Regions from separate parts of the Oryza sativa genome. Here regions 1 and 2 are each linked to region 3. Evidence: chromatin contacts called from public ChIA-PET data. All regions are on one chromosome and are shown on one strand. Each heading gives the region's core, a stretch centred on a gene start, on an enhancer-like site or on the middle of the called end of the contact. The rest is flanking DNA. Distances are from core to core; before and after follow the strand shown. Region 1 holds the start of LOC4336525 (elongation factor G-1, chloroplastic). Region 2 holds the start of LOC4336522 (cysteine-rich repeat secretory protein 15). Region 3 holds the start of LOC4336520 (auxin-responsive protein SAUR29).

What was found. ChIA-PET counts read pairs in DNA pulled down with a chosen protein or histone mark.
Region 1: an H3K9ac ChIA-PET map of seedling shows a contact between it and region 3, with 4 times the contacts expected there. The contact joins the promoter of LOC4336525 here to the promoter of LOC4336520 in region 3. A contact is called at or near these places in 2 of 4 datasets of contacts at active chromatin or transcription factors (leaf and seedling).
Region 2: a contact with region 3 is called in an RNA polymerase II ChIA-PET map of leaf, with 9 times the contacts expected there. The contact joins the promoter of LOC4336522 here to the promoter of LOC4336520 in region 3. A contact is called at or near these places in 2 of 15 Hi-C or Micro-C datasets (leaf and an unstated tissue) and 3 of 4 datasets of contacts at active chromatin or transcription factors (leaf and seedling).

What each region holds. Positions count from the first base shown.
Region 1 is chr4:27,425,016-27,428,522 of ASM3414082v1, reverse strand. LOC4336525 (elongation factor G-1, chloroplastic) reads left to right here and starts at 2,192. Exons shown (of 4, transcript XM_015781040.2): 1 at 2,192-2,677. The coding sequence starts at 2,449.
Region 2 is chr4:27,403,904-27,407,481 of ASM3414082v1, reverse strand. LOC4336522 (cysteine-rich repeat secretory protein 15) reads right to left here and starts at 2,262. Exons shown (of 3, transcript NM_001419716.1): 1 at 1,392-2,262. The coding sequence starts at 2,115.
Region 3 is chr4:27,332,560-27,336,218 of ASM3414082v1, reverse strand. LOC4336520 (auxin-responsive protein SAUR29) reads right to left here and starts at 1,380. Exons shown (of 1, transcript XM_015778742.3): 1 at 552-1,380. The coding sequence starts at 1,285. The coding sequence ends at 782.

The DNA of each region.
Region 1 (3,507 bases), core at 943-3,442, 91 kb before region 3:
TTGACGTGACGCATACATAGCTGGTTTGACTTGGTCTTTGTCCTACATGGCGGTGATGTGGCATTGGAAGCAAAATATAAATTTCATTTTTATAAAAAATGTGAGGCCCACATGTCATTGGGTCCCATCCTCCTCTCAATCTCCATGGACGGCGGCGCCGAACATGGGCAACGCCCGCTCATCCCCGACAAGTAGAGGATAGCGGCGGTGGCATCCTGCCCCACCCCCACCACGAGGGGAGGAGCGGCAGGACGAGGGATCACCTGGCGACGTGGAGGCGGTGGTGGCATCGATGAGGAGGGCACAAAATCTGCTGGTCGTCGTCCGCCTTGACCTCGCCGAACGTGCCATCCCCATTCAACCTCCCTGCACCCCTCGTGTCGTCCTCGACCTCCACTTCCTTCCCCCGCCCGCTCTCGAGCAATCTCGGTGGGCTGACCAGATCAAAGGCAACAGTGGTGGTGAGTTGGGGTCCGTAGCGGTAACATCAGCGAGGAGGGAGTGGTGGTTGAGGGGGAGACAATCATCGTCCGCTTCAGCCTCGCTGACCGCTCTATCCTTAGCTAGCCTCCCCGCACTCTTTCCCTCCCCCCTGGCGTCATCCTCGACCTCCACTTCCCTCACCTGCTCGTTCTCAAGCAGTCTCGGTGGGCGGACCAGATCAAGACGGCGGTGGCTGCGAGTTAGGGGCAGCGATGGTGACATCGACATTGACGAGGAGGGAGTGGTGGAGGGGGGAGACAGGCAAAGAGGTTGGGGACAAGGGAGAGAGATTGGTCGGAGGGAAGGGTCAAGGAAGGGTGGAGGCTAGCGGCAGAACACGTGGCGTCGTCTCGTCGATCCGGGAAGCGGCGACGACGACGCCCATGGCGAGTTCCATTGATTATGACCAAAGGAGCAAGGTCTCCATCTCCTCCCTTTCAACCCACGGTGATAAGAGGAGAGGGGAGAAGAAGGCGCCGCCGTCCATGGAGAAGAGGAGGGTGAGACCCACTGACATGTGGGTTCCGCTATTCTGTTTTAAATGCCACGTTACCGTTACGTAGGACGAGGATCAAGTCAAACTAGTCACGCAGGTGCCACGTTCGTCGAAACTGCCATCCAAACCACCGAGACAAATGAATGGATCTAAAGTAAACTTATTCCGACTTTTAAGCATCGTTCATGGTAGACTATTTCACGTCTAAAAATAATCATAAGAGAGCGATATATAAACCGGTTTGCTGCTGCGAATTCAGTTGCCAAAATCAAAAGGGAAAATTGTAACCATCACGAGAGATTCTGAAACATGGATCTTGTGGTGCTGCAGCCTCAGCATGCAGATGTACGTTGTCAACCGGACGGTATCTCAACCGGTATAATCTGTATATTCTTGCCGTGAGCGTCACCCGTTAAAAGTTCCCATCGAACTGAGATACGTGGCTTCTCCGGTATCTACCAGGCTTAATTTCTCTCGCTTCAGGTAGAGCTGCCAACTACGTGGCCTGATAGCAGGCCATCAAAATGTCGGACGAATGCATCCGGTGGCACGCGTACGCCGTAAAAAAAGTGGCAACTATAGTAGTACTATTTTGCCAAGCGAAAACACGCGAAATTGGGTGAAAAAGACCGAGAAACTGGCAGTGGGCGCGAGTGGGTCACTGGCTCACTGCGCGCGGGGCGCGGACACGTTGGACGGGTGGAGCCGTGAGATGCTCTGTGTGGTGACATCCGAAGCGTCCAAACCTGTGTACATGGGCCATGGCCCATGGGGCTCGTGGTCGAAAATGCAGAGACGTGTCTGCTTTGCCTGCACTTTTTTATGCTGCTCTGTTTTACTTACTGCTCCATCGCTGCTGATTACCTGTGCGTGAATTGCAGTACAACATGTCAGTTTACAATCGAGTTGTATTCTCATAGTTTCATGTTTTTTCTTGGATATAAAGACGTTCTAGGATGACATAGCATTTTAGTGCAGTCATAACCTCGAAATTACAACATACAGTACTAAATTGAGGACAAGAGAAAATATTTTTTTTTTATTTCACAGTCTGGCTTGGCTATTGGAAATATCATACAGTGTCTTCACTGGAATAATGTTATTTCGCATAATCATTCGAACAGGTAGCCAGGTAGGACTGGAAATTCTGGAAAGAAAAAAAAAGAAAAGGGAAAAAGGAGTAGTTAGGCGGGCAGTCTCCGGAAATGAGGCGCCAATCCAAAACGTGAGACGGGAAACGATCCTCGCAGCCCCGCGGCTGACATTATCCTCCTCACCATCATCGCCACCATCCGCAGCAGCAGCAGCAGCAGCTCGCGCGCATAAAGCCCTCCACGACATCCGCACGCTCCCGCGGCGCGCGCAGGCGGCAGGCTAAGGCAAAAGGCGAAGGGAGGGAGAGCTAGAGCTAGCGCTCGCGGCAGAGGCAAAGGACGAGAAAAGCCGGCCACCTCCGCCCGCCGACAGCCATGGCAGCAACCGAGGCGCCAGTGCTGCGGGCCGCCGGGCCCGCGCGCCGGCCGGCCGTCTCCGCCGCGTCCGCCTCGCGCCTCCTCCTCGGCCACCGCCCCTTCCCCGCGCCGTCGCCCGCCTCGTCCCGCTCCCGCTACGCCGCGGCGGTGGCGGCTGGCGTCCGCCCGCGCCCGCGCCCGCGCCCGCGCAGGCCGCGCCTATCGGTCGTCGCCATGGCCGGCAATGGTGAGCGAGCCACAGTCTGGCGTTACTTGCTGTGTTTGTTCCAGTTCTTTTTTTTTTTGACCCTGGACGTGGGGATGATGGTCTGCAGTGTAAAGTGTGCACTGACGGTGTTCGATGAAATGGGCCAAAAGGATTATCTTTCGTTCTTTCTCAGAGTTGAAGATGATTATCACGCAGTATTATAGAATTTAGGAGTGTTCTATTGGATAGTGTATTAGTTGATCTTTTGCTACTACTAGTTTTGCAAAAGAGAAGGTTGAGGCAGCATGCTGGCGACCGTGCTTAGGATTGTTGATGGGCTGCTGCTTTGTTAGATAAACCATTGATGAAGTTGCTTCTAACTAAAGAGTAATTGGTTTAGAAGCTCTTCTGGAGCTCATAACTACTCATGGCATTGATTTCTGTAAATGGTTGTTGTAGTACTAGAATATCTTCCCAATAGAACAAACTGAGAAGCAAGGAATAGAGAGATGCGAGGATATGGCTCCATAAACATCTAAAATAGAATATACACATAGCTATGTAATTAAATGAATGTCCTCTCCATGTTTGTGTAGTTAGCAAAAAGAATATGGTCGATGGCATTTTGCTCTTACACAATAGACTTGTATGCATGTAACTTATCTTGTCGATGCAACATATTGAATAAATGCTTTACTTTCTTTTAATTGCTGTCTTTTACGCATCTCCTAATGAATATTGTGCAGAAGTGAGTTTCTATTTTGCAGTAAAGTTTGTCATTAAGTTAATTACATAAGATCTGGAAGCCAAGTCTCTTGGATTCCTTTTCACTTTTCATTTTGTAGATTCACAGTTTTCAACCAAAATAA
Region 2 (3,578 bases), core at 1,013-3,512, 70 kb before region 3:
TCCTAAATAAATTTGATATGCTTAGATTGATTGGAATTTTGTTTAGTGGCCATCACTGGGTCAGAGAACCCCTTTCTAATCGGTATATCCAGTACAAGAAAAGCAGTGGACAATTATCTAGCTTACGGTTTAAGCACTGTCCTGTAGGAAGCTCTTTGCATCCCTGCACAAGAGACGTTGAAGGAAATACGAATCTCAGGATATTTAACAAGTCAGCTCTGTTGGATCAGAGAGAATAATTTGCATTGTTAGTTTGTTACTGTCCCTTGACATCAACTTTTCAGTACTAGAATCATCTTTATTACTCTTCCTTTTTCTAGGATCGGAAAGAATAGCCCCTTTTGTTACTGCCACTTGATCATCTGGTATTCTGATTAATGCTGATGTCCCACCAAAGTGAGTCTAATGATACTGTCATTTGCATGCAGTCCACCAGAAAAGCCGAGGTGATTAGCCGTGCAAATTTTATTAGAGTAAATTTTACAAAACAACATGTGTTTTATGGTTCAAGTTACAGAAAACCACACATATTTTGACACTTGGCACTTAAGTACATATATTTTAGTAGTTTAATTTCACAAAATCACACTATCGATGAATGAATTCACCTGTGAGATGATGTGGTTGTTCCATCTAGGATGAGGACGTGGTTGTTCCACACTCGAAGATGACATGTCCTCGTCTTAGGTGAAACAGTCACGTCATCTCGCGGGTGAATCCATTCATTGATAGTGTGGTTTTGTAAAACTACACTACCAAAATATATGTACTTAAGTGCCAAGTGTCAAAATGTGTGTGGTTTTCTGCAACTTAGACTATAAAACGTGTAGTTTTGTGAAATTTACTCTTTTCTTTATTGCAGGAAAATGACTGAACTGTGTCGTTGGAGCTTCCTGCATATATGACACTGACACTGTAACTTAGATATAAGTCTGTAAGTTATGGGGGGTTGTTGGCTTACAGGCAGTAGTCTATAGCCAGCAAGCTAAATTTTGGTTTGTCAGTAGCGTGGCTGCCTTCAATCAAGTGATTGCTCTCGTCCTTAGCTGAGCAAGCTGAGCAATTTGATCGATAGCCATAGGTGGCTAAATAAATTTAACTATATGTAGTTTACCCATTCTACCTTATCTCTCTATCAACTTTGGTAAGTTTACCCATTGCCCATCGGAATCAATTCCCGTCACAACTTGCTCAGCTAAGGACTCTCCATACTGTACTTTACACGGTTAAACTTACACCATCTAACCGAGATAGCTTAGGACAATTGGCAACTTGCAAATGGTAAGCTTGATCACTTGATCAGGATAGGTTGCTGGAGAATTGGTTCGGGTTCTTGCTCTCTGAAACGCAAGGCTGAAAAATTCTTATTCGTGTTGCACTATTGGGCGTACCTTGTGACGGGCGGAAGTAGAAGCCGTTGGCCCAGTACCTGACGTAGCACTGCGCGAGGTACACGTCGGCGGCCAGCGACGTGCCGCAGGTGCCCTTGAGCTGGCCGACCGCCTGCGCAAGGCACGTCGTGCAGTCGCCGGCGGCGAGGTCGCCGAGGCACTGCGACACACCCTGCACGTTGCCGGAGCTGCTCACCTTGTACCCGTTGGCGAGGCCGCCCTGGAGCGCGGCGAGGACGGCGTCCCGGTTCTTGAGGAAGTCGCCGTCGCCGCTGGTGCTGGTGCTGCACTTGCGGTACACCATGGCGTTGTCGGGCTGGCCGACGAAGTTGCTGCTGTCGTAGCGCACGTAGCACCCCTCCAGCTGCAGCGACGCCGCGTACGCGGCGGCGCACACCTCGTTGAGCTGCCCCACGGCGTCCCGCACGCACGCCGCGCAGTCGGCGTTGCCCAGGTCGCCGCGGCACTGGTACAGCCCGTACGCCGCCGCGCCGTCCCCGGTGCCGTTGCTCCCGGCCGTGAAGCTGTTGTACCCGCCGTTGGGCGCCGCGTTGGCGATGGAGGCGAGGAGCGAGTTGAGGTTGCCCTCGAACGGCGTGCCCGGCTGGTACTTGGACGGCGAGCACCCGGCGTAGATGAACGTGCCGGTGGCCGCCTCGGCGACCGTCGCGCCGATCACGACGAGCACGACGACGGCGTAGCAAAGCCGGTCGAGCTGATGCATGACTGAACTGACGGCTCTCGCGCTAGCTAGCTGCTGGCTTGAAGCGCGCTACGCAACGCCCAGGCTTGGCTGGGTCGAAGCAAAGCGGCGAATGCTTTTTTCCGAGTCCCTGTCGCGAGAGCGAAGAGAAGGTGGTGGGGAGCACCCAGAATAAATGCGAGCTTTTTAGTTAAGCTAACGCTTCCTCGATGGTCTGTGGTGGTGCGCGCGCGCGGCGTCTCTGGAATTTATACGTCGACTCGACACGGCGATGCATCCTCCTTGCACCGGTTGGACCTCGTAGCGGTTGGTCGGGTGACTCTGGTCAGTGGTCTACTGGCTTTGGTCCCTCCCGATAACTATGCTCTGAATGATTGCTTCGGTACATTCAGTTATCCTTGTGCTGTACCAGATTGGGGTAAGACGGTATGGGCAGTGACAGGATGCAACCTATCATAATCTGTGGCATATGGTCTGAAGATAACCAATGCCGTTTCGACGAGTGCACTCGAGCAATAGGCTGTTTGACTGAATGCTCTGCCTCTTCAGTCTAGACTGGGAATCCGGGATACGGGGATGGGAACAGGATTTTGAGTATTTTTGCTTCGCCAATAAGCAACTGCCATTTCCACACAGGCATACAGCTGATTTCATCGCGGCTCCTGCAGGCTGCGGCCCTTTTCACTTGGGTGCGGTTGCGTCCGTGGCTGGTACGGATGATACCTTTGTAATTCTGTATTCCAGCCAACAAGCTCGCAACCCTAAAGTTGACATGAAGGGGTCCTTTGCTGCACACAAACTAACGTGGTAGCGAACGTGTAGCTTCCAGAAGTGTAATAAGCGAATTTGTTTTGGGAAGATTTACCCCCTGCCAAGTGCCAACCGAGAGAGCTAGATTCGTGGAGATAAAAAGAGGAACGCGTGAAGGTGAAACTGTGAAAGGGCCCGACTTTGCGCGCCGAGGTTTCATTCGGGCGCGCAACAGCTGTGGGCGAGAGCGACCGGACCGGTGTCTCGCGTCAATGCGTCATATGGCCACCACCCGCGTCTTTTCAGCTCCTCTACTAGTACCTCACGGCTCACGCTCCCGAACGTTCTCTTCAGGCACAGTAACGGCAAGGCCCACCTGCGTGCGGCGGAGGATGACCAGCATACGCCGCGGCCATGCATTCGCTCGGGCGGACGCGCGAGAATTCCGGCCTCGTTTCGGCCCTGCCGCGCGTCGCGTTGCGGACTAGCGGTTATGCTGCCGCGCGCGCCAGGCGCCACCAACACCGACACGGGCCTCATCGATCGGTACTGCAGGTGCAACCCGGGGATGCTGCGTATGCGCGTCGTTGCAAGGTCTCGTCGCCCGGTCGGGGGATTGTCTTTGGTCGGTCCAATGAAGTAATGAACGGCCAGTTTCACGAGAGCTCAGCAAGTCTCCATCACCACCTAGTCGTATTATTTGGCACTTCTTCTTGGGTACTTCAGATGCCACC
Region 3 (3,659 bases), core at 131-2,630:
GAGCTGACGACGCGGGGGGAAAGGGGCGGCACACGGTGGCGTGCAAAAGCGGCACGGCGAGGACAGCATGCTCCAACTACCACTGCCGGTACCAGATCGAGCGTGGAGGTGCAAGTACGGATGAGGGTTGTACGGGTTCGTACAAGGTACAGCGGCCGTTGATGTTCCTAGTTTTCCCACCTTCCAGGGGGAAGGTCTCACAATGGCACACGCCTCCAAGCATCCCCAGTCCACGGTGTAGGCAGTCTGGTGAGTGGTGAGTACCAGGCGTGGCAGAAAATTGAACTGCGTGACTGACTGCTGATGAGTCATGACAAATTTCCAAGCAAACGACGGGTGTCATAGCTCACAGGTCGACTGCAGGGGATTTGGGGGCCATTTTTTTTCTCTCTTTTGAGAACAGGAAATTTGGGTGTAGTCCAGTAGTGAAAGTTGAACGTCAGATTCATTGTTTCTGATGTTTTGTTCTAGCGCGAGAGTTCTTTGGTGATTAGTTGCTCTCCAGCTAGATTCATCTGGGAGAAAATGGGAAATTCATCAACACCATGATCGATCCGTCCAAGTTGGATTTGTAAACAACATCGGAACTAAAAAGCTAAAAAAAGACAACTGTTACTCCGTTAATGATTCCAAGATGATCCCGGCACGCACATGTCGAGAAAAAAATTAGCCTCTAAATGACTAGCTAAATCCATGGAGAAACAGAGAACCGAACAAGAGAACAAAATCAGCCCATTCTGATGGAACGCATATTTACACCATCCCCATCCGCCGCCTGATGCTACCACCTGCCGAACGCCTTCTTCCCGGCGGCCGCCACGGCGGCGGCGCGCTCGAACCGCGACGCGGCGCAGGGGATGGTGATGCCGCCGGGGTGCTGGAAGCCGAACTCCTCCTCGGCCTCCCTCAGAAGCTCCCCGAACATGGGGTGGTTGAAGTACACCACCGGCACCACGTACCTCAGCGACTCGCCGGGGTTGCCGCCGCCGACGTACACCGCCACCTGCCCCTTGGGCGTCGACACGGGCTCGTCCAGAATCCGCCGCCGCCCGCCGTCCTTCCGCCCGAGGCTCAGCCGCCGCACCAGCGACCGCCCCCACCGCAGCACCGGGGCCAGCCTCTTGGCTTCTTCGCTCCCCTCCTTGCAAGCGCCGCCGCACCCACCCGACGTCGTCTGCAGGCGCAGGTAGCCCCGCCGGCGCCGGCGCCGGCAGCAGAGCGCCCATCGCCAGGCACTGAGCAGCTTCCGCCCCAGCCGGAACCCTCCATGCGACCGCTTTAGCATATCCAAACCCCAAGAAACCGCTTCCACCTTCCTACGTGGGTGAGTTGAATGGACTTTGGGAGGAGTGGCGAGCCAGAACGGGAGGAAGTGGGAGCGCGGTGAGGCTAGAGAAACGAGTGTTTTATAGGGCACGGGCGCGGACCGCGGAGCGCACAACTGAGCGTGTGATCTCGATTAAAAATTTTTAAAAAGCATTAAAAAATTAAAAAAAAAAAGCTGATGCCATTTGCGTTCCGCTTGTTTTTTGGCGTTTGGCCACAGGCTAAGATTCGTGCGAGGATTTTGGCTAGGATTTACCGGGGTTTCTGGTGGTTCAGGCGGCGTTTGTTCGGTAATGGCTGGTGTGGCTGCGCGCGGGCGGTGGTCCATGATTCCTTGGGCTAAGCTGGACAGTGAGAGCTCGCCCGCCCGACCCGTTCGGCTACGCTGCTTTCTTCGCTTTCCGCGACTACTGGCGTGATAGACTCACGTACTTAAAAATTGAGTTGGATAAATGCCTTCAACTTGTATATCTCCTTGCAATCTAGCAAGAGTTTGGCACCCAGCACAAAAGCGTCTTTGAGATTTCAGCATACGTAGCTCCTGGTCGACGTCAGTCCCCAACAGGAAGGGGTTTAGAAGCAGTCTTTGCTGTGAAGTTCCCACAATATCGGGTTTGTTTCGGAACAACAGAGAAATGCTTCCAGGTTAGGTCTAGGAATGTCGCGATACTGCCGTGCAGTTTAGATTGTAGTAGCTGCTACTGGCTGTACGTGGCACACTGTTATGCATTGATACGAAACTATTCTGGCATATTGTTAGGGGCTCTCAAGAACACGCTTCACAATTCACGAATTTAGTGGCAATATTTGTTACTTCTCAGATCCAACAGGACCGAGCCGCCGCCGCCAACGCCTCCAGATGCCAATTCCCGAATTGTTCTAGTGTTGTTCGTTTGATTTATTACAACCAACCCACTCTCTCTCTCCGGCGCCAGCTCACAAGCGAGCTGATACCTTACGCCACCCACTCTGGACCGTGGACCTTCGGATTGGGCCTCCTCTCACGGACTGGACGCCGAGTTGCAACCCAGGCTTGATTGTCACCTGAAGTCTGGATCACCTCCTCCTTATCTTCTCTGCTACCAGCTTCATCAGCAACTTCAGGACGGCTTCCTTCTTCTTCTTCTGGTTCTTCTGCAGTTGAGCCTTGCGAGATATCTCCTGGATGATCTTGAGAGTCCCTGACAAGCCCCTCTCCTTGAGAATTGGCTTGCCCCCAAGCCAATGCTGCGGGAAACCTTGAGCGAAGATCGTCCAGATCTTCCCAAGTAGCGTCCTCTGGAACAGATGCAGACCACTGAATAAGAACTTGAGCAACAGCAGAATTACCTCGTTTTGTTAACCTCCTGTCCAAGATACGCAATGGAACTTGTAAAGGAGCAGTGGATGCCGGCAATTGATGTTGAACCGGGCCTGTAAAACCAATTGCGGATTTCAATTGAGATACATGAAAAACTGGATGTATAGAAGTAGAAGAAGGCAATTGCAACTGATAAGCCACAGTGCCAATCTTGGCTGTAACTTGGTAGGGTCCAAAGTACTTAAAAGCCAACTTATGATTTGCTCGCACAGCCACAGAAGTTTGCACATAAGGCTGTAACTTAAGATATACCCAGTCGCCTACTTCAAAGGAACGAAAACTCCGCTTCTTATCTGCAAAGTGCTTCATCTGCTGCTGTGCTCGGTGGAGATGTTGCTGAACCAAATTCTGCATCAATCTTCTTTCTTTCAACCACTGAGCTAGATCAGGAATGGCACAATCTTGCGACCCAATACCAAAGTGGCTAGGAGAATGGCCATATAAGACTTCAAAAGGAGTAGCTTGCACTGAAGAATGGAAAGAAGTGTTATACCAATACTCAGCAAGATGCAGCCAAGCAGCCCATTTAGTGGGAACCGAATGAACAAAACATCGAAGATAAATTTCCAGGCACTGGTTGACACGTTCGGTCTGACCATCAGACTGAGGATGGTAAGCTGAGCTAAAGTGTAATTTAGTACCAGCCCCTTCAAAGAGATGCTCCCATAACTGACTTGTGAAAACCTTATCCCTATCCGAAATGATTACCAAAGGAAGGCCATGCAACTTAAAAATGTGCTTCATAAACAACTTAGCAACACTCAGTGCAGTAAATGGATGGGATAAGGGCAGGAAATGAGCATACTTAGAAAATTTGTCTACCACAACGAGAATACAGTTAGAATGATCAGACCTTGGCAACCCTTCAATAAAGTCGAGTGAAATAACTTGCCAAGCACCCTCAGGTACAGGTAGAGGCTGCAAAAGCCCTGGGTATCTTGCCCTGTCAGGCTTGGCTTGTAAGCATATCTGA